3 separate regions of the Rattus norvegicus genome follow, and all the other regions are linked to region 1. Evidence: chromatin contacts called from public Hi-C data. All regions are on one chromosome and are shown on one strand. Each heading gives the region's core, a stretch centred on a gene start, on an enhancer-like site or on the middle of the called end of the contact. The rest is flanking DNA. Distances are from core to core; before and after follow the strand shown. Region 1 holds the start of Nfia (nuclear factor I/A). Region 2 overlaps Nfia (nuclear factor I/A). Region 3 has its middle 84 kb from the start of Rps18l5.

Region 1 (4,132 bases), core at 290-2,789:
ATTATTAATGTGAGGCCTAAATCCCAAACAGACCATCTCCACATAAAAGATGCATTTAAGAGTCTTCTGAGATCAAATAGCCAGTGTTATTACTGTTAGATACTGCAGTAAGAAGGGAAGTCATATGGGAAATAAATCCGAATCTACAGTGGAGAGGAAAAGCTACTGATACGTCCAGCCTTCCAAAGTATTCCCGGTAAACCGTTACTCCAGCTCATTGAAGGCACAGTGGTAGCAGGGTTTTGAGGGAGTCGTGAAGAAGCATATAACTTCATGTAGGTGACTGCTGGTCAGGGTGCAATGGTTTAAACCCATATAAAGACTCGTGCTTAAAGAGAAAAAATTAGCGCAAATCACTCTGACTTTATGCCTTTTAGTCAGAGAAAATAAATAATATATTCAAACGGGACTAGATCCGGAGCCGCAAAATAGCAGTGTTTCCTTACTGCTGGTGCAGACTAGACCGGGAGGGATGGGCTGGGAGGCTCGGGCAAGAGGGGCAGGCGGAGGGGCGCCAGGCCCCACGCTGCGAGTGGGGCTGCACGGAAAGTTGCCGGGTCCTGCTTGCTGAGCCGCCTGGGGCTTGCCTAGGCGGCGGCGGCGGCGGAGCAGCCGACTCCGGCCCTGGCCGCCGCTCGCCCTCGAGCCGGAGCCCCACTCCGCCCGCAGCGGCCCAGCCCGGCCCGACCCGCGGCCTCGGCGGCTCTCTGGCCTGCGCGGCGTGGGCTCGCCGGATCCTTAAACTTTCGCCTGGGGGTCGCGGGCTGGAGGCGAGGGACAACAAGGTCCTGGGCCGGCGCCGGGCGTGAGTCTACGCAGCCCACGGGCGAAGGCTCGCACCGCCCGCCGCGTCCGAGGGGCGCTGCCCGGGCCGGCCCGCAAAGCTGGCACAAAACAAAAGTAAGAGTTCGGGGCGTCGGCGGGGGGCGCGGCGGCGCGGGAGGACACTGGCAGCCAGAGCGCCAGGGTGCAGCCGGCGTGCGGGGTTTGCGGGGCTCAGCCGCCCCTCCCTGGAGCGGAGGAATCGCGGGCACCGCGCTCCGCGCCGCAGACACCGAGTCCAGATTGCAGCGTGTCAGGGGCTGCAGCGGCGGACACACGTGCGGGGCTCCCGCAAGACCCGGCGCTCCGCAGTCCGGCGCCCCGATATTAATTAACGCATTAATAAGAGGGCGCCATTAGCCATGTGCCCACACAAATGGCCGAGCCGGAGGAATGCACCCGCATGGAAACAAAGTTACTTTCTTAAAGCTGCAGCCCCCCACCCCCCCGCACACGCGCGCGCACACACAGAAACACGCGCAGACACGACTCCCGCCGAGGCACACGGCCGCCCCGCGCCCCCGCAGCTGCTTACCTGGGTGAGACAGAGCGGAGAATACATAACTGCCGGGCGGCGGGGGGTGCGTGCACGTCTGTGTGCGGGCTGGAGGTGTGCGTGAGTGTGGGTGCGAGAGGGAGAGAGAGGAGGAGAGAGCTAGGAGAGGGGGGAGGAAAAAAAAATCAAGCCTGCTTCTTGCGTTCACATTTCCAACTCGGCTCAACTGCAGCAGCCAGCGCTCTTGCCGCTCCACGCGCTGAACTTTAACCCCGCCTAGAGTTTCCCTACACTCCACTATACTGTCTACTGTACGCGGGCGTTAAAGGCATAGCGCACCCTTTCCCGCTCCCGCGCCGGCCGGCCGGGTGCCCGCGAGCTGCCCGCGCGCCCGCCTGCGCCGCGTTCTGCACCGCACCGCACGGCCGCCGCCCGCTCGCGCCGCCGCCGCGGGGGGGTGGGGGTGGGGGGGATGGGGTGGGGTGGGGTGGGGGGAGCCGGGTGGGGGAGGGGCGGCTGCGGCGCTGACACCGGTCCCCAGTCTGCACGGCCGCCCGCCCGCCGCTTGCTCCGCGCTCGCTGCCTCCCGCGGCCCCCGCCCCCGCCCCGCTCGGCGCGGTCCCGGGAACGCGGCGCGGAGCGGTTTTCAGCGTGTCCTCCGGGCGGCTATAGGCTGCCACAGGATGTGCTTAAGCAAACAAAACTACTTTTCCTCCTCCCCATCCCCCCACCCGCGCCGCAGCCCTCCGCGGACGTCGGTAGACGATTGGGGCAACTTTGTCCGGGCGCCCCGCACCCCCGTGGGCCGCCGGGTGGGCTCCCTAGGAACCTCAGAGAAGGGCGCGCGGTACATTTGCATGTATGCAAATTTCTTGTAAAAATCAGACCTTCTAGGTAACTTTTCCCCCCTTCCTCTGAAATGCGGTAAAGCTCAAAGCATTGTAATCTCTCCTGCGAAGCTTTCTGTGGGAATAGTGTCGTCCGCAGAGGTAATATGCACAAAAGCCTACTAACTTTACAGCTACGGCCCCATAGCAGTCAGAATCTGGGTGCGGGGGACTAGTAAGATCACCCCAAAGCGTCCCCAGATTGCGGGGGGGGGGGGGAATCTGGAAAAAGGAAGGCGGAGAGTCGTGAGCGACCGCTCTTCTCTTCCAGAACTCAGGAGCTGGTGGGTTTGAACACAAACGCCCAAAAAAGTTCTGTCACGTCAGAAACAACAGTGGTTTAGCTGGGACATTTTTTCTGTATAACTGAGAAGGAAAACCGTGAAAGAGTTACCCCCTTAGAAAAGGGATATGTTTGTATCCCCAAATGGGAGCCCAGGACTAGACATGGGCTAACATTTGAGTCCCCTGTTCCCCAGACACACGCTAGAAGGGTACCTTGTTTGGATCCCCACTTTTCCCTCCCCCAGGTAAGAGTTCTCAAGATGGAAAAGAGCTTCCTGCAATTATTTTAGGTTTGCTAAAAGTATTGTTTTGGCGAGGGGGGGCGGTTTTAGGGTTTGGCACGTTGCCAACAAGCCTGTTCTTCCAGCTTTTTCTTCTTTCCTTCCTTCCTTCCTTCCTTCTTTCTTTTTTTTTTTTAAAGAAAAAACTTAACACTTTCTCATTAGACTCTCTTTTCTCCTAGAGGGGGAAAAACTATATCTGTCTCCTCCAAACTCCCATTTTCTCCTCCTTTCATTCCTGAAGTTTTGCAGCAGTCTTCTGTATTTACCAACCCTTCTTTAAAACTCCCCCAGATTCCGACACTGGCACACAGATCAGGAGTCTGCTCCCTGGCAGAGGTGACAGGGCTAGAGTCTACATGCATGCCCACCCGACAGAAGAGAGTGAGGGAGTATGATCACTTTCATTCAGATTTTTTTTTCCCCCTGGGTGGGTTAGAATGCTACTAGAAAATTCTGCTGCAGACCGTCGGGCAGTCTAAAGTTTTGTTTGTTCTCTAGCCCGTTTAGGGCTAATGCCCAAGAATCCATTCTTTCCCACCCACCCCCTGCTCTTGAATATTCTTGGAATACATATTATTCCGATTACATATTAAGGATTGAAGGAAATAACTTCAACCTTTAGTTAGGACGTCCATTTTCCCAAACTAAGCAACTGCTTTTCCTTGGTTCCTCGAGGCTTTCAGTAAGGAAGAAGTGTCCTCCAAGCTAAGAGGAGTTAGAGAAGCATTCCTGGCCACGAAACCCTTTGCTGGGATCTATAACTTCAAGACTCTCCAAGTTTCCTCGACAGAAGTTTCTGGCTGAGGGACCCAACATGTAACTGAGGCACAGTGACAAGTTATTGTCCCGTGTGTGTGCTCTGGGGAAGCTCTCTTCCAAAGTGGATTTTTGTGTGTGTGTGTGTATAGATACACTTCACATCTGCCTCTTTTCAAAACAGCAAAGAATTTTACTTTTGATTCTCAAGGGGATTTTTTTTTTAAATAACTGCCTGTCGCCATGTCTTCTTTTTTTTTTAAATGGGGGAAAGTAACTGAATGCTGATATTTCCACTTTAGAAACTTCTTTTGTTGCAGCAGTGGATGTGCCGGCGATTTCCAGCATTCTGCGGTTAGCAATATTATCTTAAGTAACTTTTGGCGCCCTTCGTAAGACTTTTGGATATGGGACGATTGTTTGCGCCCTCTAGGCAAGGGCTGGATCCAAGTTCAGCACCAAAGCCCTCCACATCCGCTCCTGCTTTCTCTCCTATCTGTGCCAGCTCCCGCTCCCTCCCCCGCTCCGGAGGAGGGTAGAAGGCGGGGGAACACTACAAAGCCCAGTTCCAACTACAGCCTTTGCAAACTAGACTGAGAAAA
Region 2 (4,195 bases), core at 1,668-4,167, 330 kb before region 1:
ACAGATCACAGATCTTAGCTACTACGAAAGATTTCATTCTCCAGGTGTCTCCAAGTGCTCCGGGAGGGTCACACACCTGCGCGGGCAAATTCTTGAAATACTGTGAAAAGGCCAGGCTCACAAGTGTTACAACAGGAAGTTCGTGAGCAAGGCTCATCCCCTACCAGCCGCTTCACCTACTGCTCACACCACCACTGGAACACTTCAAATGTCACACAGCCCAACCATTTCCAGCACCATATGAGAAATTACGACAGTCCCTAAAGTATTAAAAAAAAAAAAAGAATCCCGAAAAGTTATGGCCTTTGCTGTTTGACCACGACGTTCGCTGTTTCCATGTACAAGTTGATTCGAGTTGGTGTCTCTCCCCTTCCACTGACAGTGAAGTTGTAACTGCGCCGGGTTGAGGTTGCGTCCATGTTACAGAGTTGAGAAGGGGTCAGGTGGTCTGTCTGGAGGATGGTGGGACGCTGCAACTTTTATCCCAGGTACCAGGACTGGAAGACAAAAAGAAAAGTCCGGTTAAAATGCAGATGTTGTGGGGTTGGGGATTTAGCTCAGTGGTAGAGTGCTTGCCTAGGAAGCGCAAGGCCCTGGGTTCGGTCCCCAGCTCCGGAAAAAAAAAAAGAACCAAAAAAAAAAAAATGCAGATGTTGTGCTCCGTGTAGGGGCTCATGGGTAGCTCTCGGCTGGTATAAGCAAGGCCCACAGTGGTCCTCAGTGAGCAAACACAAACAACGTTCAATTTTGTAAAACTATTTTTGAAAGTTGCTCTTTTAACCATGGGATCAGAATTGACCTTGAGGAGGGGGTGGTTCTTGTGGACAACAAAAGACAGATGATAGTAAATCCCAAGCCAAGGAGATTTATCTTACTCCTCTGACATTAAAATTCACTGCCTTTGTGGGCTTTGCCAATGTTTTGAGTATATCTTACTAAGTGAGGACTTTCTGGCCACATGGCATTCACATTAGGTTTTGTAACCTAGTGGTGAGCAATTATAGGAGGACAAGGAACCTGGCTATCTTATTAGTACCTAGCACCATGCCTGGGAGCGCTCACACTTTTCAATGGGATGTAGATACTAAGGACAGGTGCCGAGCCTACGAACACAGCATTCTGTAGGTGACCCGTGATAGCAGTTACAGCAGAAAGGTCTGGTGGCAAACACATTGGTGACATGGTGGGTGGGAAGTCGGACTGGAGTATTTATGGTGGCAAATCATCTTCCTTTCAACTGAATATATATACACAAGTATATTCTTAGAAAAGATACGTAATAAATAAGATGGCTCCTTATGAAGTCAAGTTCATGGTGGAAATGAGACCACTGTAGACCTCATTTATGTTTCTGTTCACTCAGAAAAGCCTTCGAGCTTTCTGCCAGCTTGTGGAGCCAGTCTTGTGTCCCTTTCAGAAATGTCCAGGTAACTACCTTTGTGTCTGCTGCATCCTTTGTCAACAAAGAAAGTTCGCTCAACAAAATGAGCTATTACAGAGCAATCTCAAAACTAATGTCTCAAGTGAAGCTAAAAATTGTATGACTTTTTTCCCCAGCTTTCTTCTAAGTATTCTGAAGAATTCAGTACTTTTTGCAAGAGTCAGAAAACCTACCAGCTTCTAGGCAAGGCTAATGGCTGTGAGCTCTGTATTGAAAACATCAGGGGGGTTTACGTCAGTCAGAACTGATTCTGGAGGGCTAAGGCTCACTCTTGTGGGGGTGATTCAATTAGGGGAAAGTCGGGACTCCTTTGATCCCAGGGATAAACGGCTAAATGATAGCTCCGTGGAAGTTGGTGTAAAATTTCCTGGTCACACAAGGCACCTTTGATTTCCAAAGGCGCTTATAAGAAAACAAAACAAAACAAAACAAAAACCTTTAGCTCAAATCACAAAACTCCTCATCCTGTAGACTCGTAGATTTTACTCTCTGACCAATAAAGCTGCTTATATCTGGAAAAGAAATCACCCTGCTAAGGGCACATGGCCTAAATCGAAGTGGACAAAAGAAAAGATCAGTAAGAAAGAAAGGGGACGGAAGCAATCTCCAAACCATGTTTGTTTTAAGTCTCTCCTGATCTCTGACACAGATCCATTTTCCATATCTGCTCTTACACAGAACAGTCTCAAACTGAGTGGCAAGTGCTGTTCTCAATCTGTCTGCATGCTTTCGAAGGCAGTTGTGAAATTCCGGACTTCTTCAGTGTGGCAGTCCTGAAGTAAAGGCCTGGGACCCAGTGAGTCACCAGGGGGAGCAGTTTTCCGTCCCATAGTTTCTGTACCCAGGGCGCTACAAAAATCAGCAGTGCCCCCCCGCCCCCGTACTTCTGTTAAAAGGCGAAGCAAAGCTAACCAAAGCAAAGGAAAAAAAAGTTTCTTCACACATCTTGCTATTCAGTGTGTGCCTCACCCACAAGGTTACCCCAGAGCAGCTCTGTAACCCTTCACTGAAATAGGCTTTATTGATTGCTCTGGTCTATTGTTCTCTTTTCAAGTCCCCCAAGTTCAAGTTCATCCTGGTGTTACATCATGTCTGGTTGCTCTTAGCAACCAGACAGACCCAGACGTGACTATCATTAGCAAGAAACCCGCCACTCTCCTCCCACCAACCTTCCAGTGGCTCTGACGTAGCAGGCCCACTGCAAACACACTGAAGTATTTATTCTGCCTAATTTATGACCTACCCAGCAAGCTAGACCCCCACTCCAAAAACCAACACTGTTGTATATTTAATTAATCTGTCTTTCTTTGGCATTCGAGAAAGTTAGACAAAGGACTAATTATTGTGTTTCGCTCTCCACACTTTTCTTTTGGGGGGGGGGTGAATATTTGCCTGGGAAAGAAAGCGATGAGGCCCCGAGTTGGCCCCTCCCCCTTTCCTTTCTGCCCTTTTGACATCTCATGAAATACTTTAGCTGCTTAAGGGAGTTAGGAAAAAAAAACTGCACTGTGAATGTTACTCCTTCTGAGTTGGTACTCAGTAACACAAATCAACTCACGACATGTTTAAATTTAAATGCTAACCACACGCTCTCAGAGTTACTTTAAAGGTTAGTTTTTAATCGATAGAAGGTGCTGACTCTGGGTTTTTGAGCTGCGCGCTGCAACTCCGGGGCTTTTGTCTAATGGTAAAGCTTGGGAACTTTTTTTTCCTTGAGATGATTTTAGCAATGATTTGCAGATACTGAGACCATTGTGCTCCGACCAGCAACATGTCAATAGAGGAGCTGAGCTGCCCTGTGGTGGGCTGTCAATATGACTCCTAAGGCAGGGGTTGGGGGTCTTTAATAACCCGTGAAAAAACGTTAATTAACCCTTTCAGGCCCAAACCAAAACCTATTCTCCCACTTTTCACTCCTGTAATTTGACCATTAGTACTTATTTCAACATCACACTAATCTTCATGACAATTAACCCAGCTACTTGACCAAGGGCTTCCAGAATGGGAAGTCAGTTAGGGGGAACCACACACGAACATTTTTTTTCTTTTTCCTTTTCTTTTTTCTTTCTTTCTTTCTATTTTTTTGAATGAGGTCTCTTAGTAAATGATCTTTAGAAATGTAGCCGAGAAACAGTTGTAAACAATAAGAAATTAATCCGTTTTGCCAAGGTTTCGATCCGTCCATTCGTAGCTGAAGACACTGGTGGTGACAATGTGACAACCGCCCACACAGAGGTGCCCCTGGCTTTCTTTAGGCTTCCGTGAACTGCCAATCGCATCAGATGGGTAAGGCAAGAGCAGGAAAGACTCTTTTTCTTGTGGCATTTTCCTTTTAATTTCGATTACTTGAAAACGTTGCAAGTGTGAGAACACTCACTAAAGAATGACTCTGCACCTTTCTTCTTGGGGCAGAAAGAAGAGTCGGTGACTGGGAAATTCTTGGGTTGAATCAAGTCATTGGGGGAAATACTGGCACATGAAACAAAATTCATCGGTGCAGAGTCAGAAAATCATCCTCACATCTGACATCTGCTTGGGTTTCATATGGCTTCTGCCTTCATACTTTATAGGCCCTTAATCTGCCCTACTGTATCCAGGCCACTACAAAGGACTCTCTGTCCCTTATCTGCAGAGTGGCAATATTACAGTACTGCATGGGAGGATGTTATCTTGATACATTTACATCGAGGAAGTAAACACTGAGCTTTGATCTATCCCCCCCCACCCCCACAGGAACATTCAACTACAGTTTGA
Region 3 (4,541 bases), core at 45-2,544, 470 kb before region 1:
AAAATTCTGCTGAGGAGTAACACAGCACACTGTATCACGAAGGATGAAAACTGTGGTTTTATATAATTGGCTGCTTTCTCCCAACCTAGGCTTCCCTGCTTCTTCCTTGGAACTCACAGTCAGAGAGACACTGACCCAGGGCACTGTTCCTGCTTGGGAATGTTTAGACAAGTTCCAAAGTGCAGCCCTAGATGGAAGGAAGAAAGTTACAACGTCCAGTGGCTGTCCTGATTCCAGAGTGTGACACAGAATCCACCGAGTCTCAGTGTGGTTTGGAAGGTTAAGTTACTAAGTGAAATCAACAGAACCCAAAGGAAACACATGCTTTTCAGTACTGAATTCACTTCACTTCCCAATCTCTCTCTCTCTCTCTCTCTCTCTCTCTCTCTCTCTCTCTCTCCTTCCCACTCTCCCCCTCCCTGTTTCGCACATCACACACACACACACACACACACACACACACACACACACACACACACACACACACACACACACACACACATTCTCATTCTGCAACCCTGGGGGAGAGAAGGCAGCTGCAGAAGCCAAAAACCCTCCCCAGCCCTAATTAAACCCTCCAAGTCTCCAGGCAACGCAGCTAAGGAAAAACATCATTTCCAAGCTGAAGACCCCCAGCCCCCAGCCCCGGCAAAGGAAACAGGTCGTTTGGTTTAATCAGCCTACGTGCACATTCTCTCTCCCCAGGTTGCCAAGACCGAGCCTGTACCTAGCAGAGGTATTTGTGTAATCAAAGCTTCTGGAACTTTCCCTGCCAAGGCTACCAAAGTGAATAGGCTCCTGAGGTAAAAATGTTCCCCTGCTGGGGACGGCGCCCTTGAAGTCTACATCAAAATCAAGAAAGGGTCACAGCTGTTGCGGCACCCCACAGCGGAAAACTTGCAAGAGATCCCAGCCTGCATCACTGCGCTGCTTCAGGTCGGCAGGAAACAGGCCCTATTTGCCTCAGAGAAGGGGGGTGGGGTGGGTGGGTGGGTGGAGAGACAGAGAGGGGGAAGAGACGGGGTGGGGTGGGAGAGAGACAGAGAGAGACAGAGACAGAGACAGAGACAGACAGACAGACAGACAGACACACACACACACACACACACACACACACACGGACACAGACACACACACAGAGACACAGAGAGACACACAGAGACAGATTGATTTTCAAAAAAGGCTCCATCAGTATCCTCTGAGACGGACGGACGAGACCCGCCCCTACATCTAGGAACCCCACCTCCAATCGAGTCAACCACATCAGTCTCCTGAGAGTTGAGTGTGCTGCACATTGGCCGAGAGCCACTAGATGGCAGCAGATTAACTCTTCAGATGCCAGAATGGGCTCTGGGTTGAGTCTGAGTCGAAGTAAAGGAAAAAACGAAGGCCTTTTTCTCCCCAATATTCTTGGCAAACGTTCTGCGAGAAGGGCTTTCTGGTGACCCCCTTGCATGGCGGCTGTGTACGCTATAGGTTTCATGACTTGCCTCATGGTTCCAGGACTAAAAATGCTTTAGGAAATTTATGCATGTTCAAATTTATTTTAATAAATATTAAGTATAATAACATGTGAATCCATTCCATTTTCTGGACCAGGGCCCTTGCCCTATGGGAAATACCAAGGGGAAGATGGCATTAAAAAAAACAAACAGTGTTCTTGTAGCTGGACACCTTGCAGGATACAGGGTTAGTTTTGCTATGGACAAATTGGAAATTAGAGAAGATGGAGTTCTACAAAACTTTGATGATGCCGGTTTTAGGCTTTTAGAGTGAGAGGTGCTCTAAAATGTGGGAGCTATCAGAAAGAAACTTGGCCACCAGGCCTAGAAGCAGTTGCTGCTTAGACCACAAGGAAACAAATCTTTCTCTGGGGCATTCTGGCGGCTGCAAAGAAGTCCCCTGCATCCCCACCTATTAAACTTCTGCCACAAATATAAAAATACAGTGGTGGTGATTGGAACAGGGGCCAGAAAGGTGAAAGAGATTTACTTCAGGAGGGAAGAGAGAGTTACCAGCCACAGGAGGAATAAAGTCAGGTGGGAGGAGCAGCAGCTGGGGGGAAAAGTTGTGCTTATGTGTGAAGGGTTTGGGAGACCACAGACATCTGAGGAGGGCAAGCAGGAGGAGGGAGCCATAGTGTGAGTGAGCTTTAGGACTCAGGTGGAGTGAAAGGCAACTGGAAGGTGTTGGCCGAGCAGTGGGGATCCCCTTTGATACAAGAGAGTTCAGCGAAGATGGAAATGCTCTCACAATTATTATTCCTTGGTCTGGAGGTTGCCTAAGACACAAGGCAGCATGGGTGGTAAAATGGACTCTCTTCACTCTCCTTAGCTGTCTAGGTGGTAGGGCACCAACTGCAATCTCGTCCTCCTTTCTAAATAAAATCTCTTTTAGTGGACACACAAAAACAAGGTTGACACTCAAGAACACACTTGCCCAATCCAAATTCTGGATGCCTCAAAGAACTTTAATATAGTTAGCATGGCCATTTGGAAATGGGGCTTTTGCTTAGGGTTATACAATTAGACATTTCATTGTCAAAGTTTTTTTTTGAAGCTATGGAGAGGTGGGAGAGTGAGGGAGAGAACCAGAGTAGAATTAAAACTAAAAACAAACAAGCAAACAAGCAAACAGTTTCCATCCTTTTGAAGGACTCCTGCTTCCTCCTCATCTTCTATCAGCCTTGGAAGGTCTCCTTCCTATATGTTATCCTGTACTACACGTATGTTTGTTTACATACATGTATGTATATGTTATAGGTTAGGATCTACCTATGAGAGAGAACTTTTTTTCCTTTCTAGGTCAGGTGACCTTGTTTAATATTATGCATTCTAAGTCCATCCATGTCCCTGCAAATTTCAATTTCTTTAGAGATGAATAATTTTATTCTAGGCTTGGCCGGGTTTTTATTAACTATTCATCTGTTGATGGATATCTAGCTTGTTCCCATTCCTTGCTATCATGAATAAAGCAGCAATAAACAGATATGCCAACATCTCAATGGCAGGGTATAGAGTTCCCTGGATCTATGCCCAGGAGTGGGATAATGGATCATATGGTGTTATATTTTTATTTTTTTTTGAGGATTCTCTATATTGATTTCCATAGTGGCTATATTAATTTGCACCACACCAGCAATGAATAAGGGTTTCCCTTTCCTTACGTCCTTGTCAACATTTGTAGTCAGACTTGATGGTAGTCTCTTGACTGGGTTGAGGTGGTTCCTCAAAGTACTTTTAATTTGCATTTCTCTGGTGACTTTTAAAAAGGAGCTGGTAGTCATTTGTGCCTTTTTTAGAAAACTGTGGACTCAGTCCATTAGCCCAGTTGTTGATCGGCACTTTTATTTCCTCAGTATTTAAGTTCTGCAGCCCTGTATGTCAGCTCCATGTCTGAAGTACGGCTGGTAAAGATGTTCTGTCCTGTGGGCTCTCTGTGCTCCACCGATAGCGCCCTTTGCCGAAAGGAGACTTTTAAATTCGGTGTAGCGATTCTTAGGGCTAGTTCGTGTGCTCTTGGTGTTCTATTCAAAAAGTACTAGCTACCCTAATGTCTTGAAAAGTAATTTCATTTGGGGAGAAAAAGAATCTCCAGAAAAGCTTAGCTTGACATACAGTTTCTCTTTGAATGGGAAGCTTCTGACTTTGTTATTCACCAAAAGACAGCAAAGTGGCTCTCTGGTGGCCATGTTTCCTTGTGTCATCCCCACCCTCCTGCTGGGTACATGGCCCAGTTGGTCAGTGTTTCATGGAATTGGAGTATGTGGTGGCCTATTTATAAGCCTGCTTTCTTCCTTAGGAAAAGAATGTTGTCTTTGAAGACCTTATATGAGTTAGGTCTTAGGCTCCTGACAATCAGTGTGATATGTTAGCTAGCTCATACGTTTTTTCCCTTCAAAGTTAGCTCGTGTGTGTGTGTGTGTGTGTGTGTGTGTGTGTGTGTGTGTGTGTGTGTGTGGTGTATATGTGCAATATGAGTTTGTATTACATATTTTTGAGTGCATAGAGGTCAGAGTAGGCTGTCAGATGTTTTGCTGTATCACTCTCTGCCTTATTTCTTTGAGACGGGGCCTCATTTTCCCTCCTTTAGTAGACTGACTTGTTGGCAGGCCCCAGTGGTCCTTCTGTCTGCAAGATTTTTGTGCTTTATGCAGGCACTGGGGATGGTAACTCATAGTAAGTGATCTTACACACCGAGCCCACCCTTAGCCCATGCTCCATGCCTTTAGTACTAGTCAGCTGCTGGAGGGCTCTTTTGCTTTACGTCAATGGTTCTCACCCTTCCTAATACTGCGACCCTTTAATACACTTTCTTATGTCATGGTGACCTCCTAACCAAAAAATTATTTTGTTTCTTGCTCACAACTGTGCTTTGTTACCATTGTGAATCACAATATAAATATCTGATATACAGGGTGTCTGCTCTGTGATCCCTGTGAAAGGGTCGCTCTAACTCAAACAAGTAACCCAGAAGTTAGGAACCACTGCTCTGCATGGCTAAAAATCGTGGAAGGCAAGAAGATGTGCTTTAAATGCTGG

What was found. Hi-C and Micro-C count contacts between places; a contact is called where the count stands out from the background.
Region 2: a Hi-C map of the A7r5 cell line shows a contact between it and region 1, with 3 times the contacts expected there. The contact joins the enhancer-like site here to the promoter of Nfia in region 1. A contact is called at or near these places in 2 of 12 Hi-C or Micro-C datasets (the A7r5 cell line and mammary epithelial cells) and 1 of 1 datasets of contacts at active chromatin or transcription factors (oligodendrocytes).
Region 3: a contact with region 1 is called in a Hi-C map of the A7r5 cell line, with 2.3 times the contacts expected there. The contact joins the enhancer-like site here to the promoter of Nfia in region 1. A contact is called at or near these places in 1 of 12 Hi-C or Micro-C datasets (the A7r5 cell line) and 1 of 1 datasets of contacts at active chromatin or transcription factors (oligodendrocytes).

Annotation. Positions count from the first base shown.
Region 1 is chr5:117,554,687-117,558,818 of GRCr8, reverse strand. Nfia (nuclear factor I/A) reads right to left here and starts at 1,539. Exons shown (of 11, transcript NM_012988.2): 1 at 1,358-1,539. The coding sequence starts at 1,384. LOC120103114 (a long non-coding RNA gene) reads left to right here. Exons shown (of 3, transcript XR_010066547.1): 1 at 1-900.
Region 2 is chr5:117,886,148-117,890,342 of GRCr8, reverse strand. Nfia (nuclear factor I/A) reads right to left here. Exons shown (of 11, transcript NM_012988.2): 11 at 1-497. The coding sequence ends at 480. Among named protein-coding and RNA genes, the nearest start is that of Rps18l5, 220 kb to the left of the region's middle. Within about 2 kb of position 2,917, at least 53 of the 93 cell types and tissues checked have an H3K27ac peak or open chromatin away from gene starts, as enhancers often do. A contact at or near this core is called in the A7r5 cell line, where this site is marked.
Region 3 is chr5:118,026,799-118,031,339 of GRCr8, reverse strand. No RefSeq gene overlaps it. Among named protein-coding and RNA genes, the nearest start is that of Rps18l5, 84 kb to the left of the region's middle. Within about 2 kb of position 1,294, at least 36 of the 93 cell types and tissues checked have an H3K27ac peak or open chromatin away from gene starts, as enhancers often do. A contact at or near this core is called in the A7r5 cell line, where this site is marked.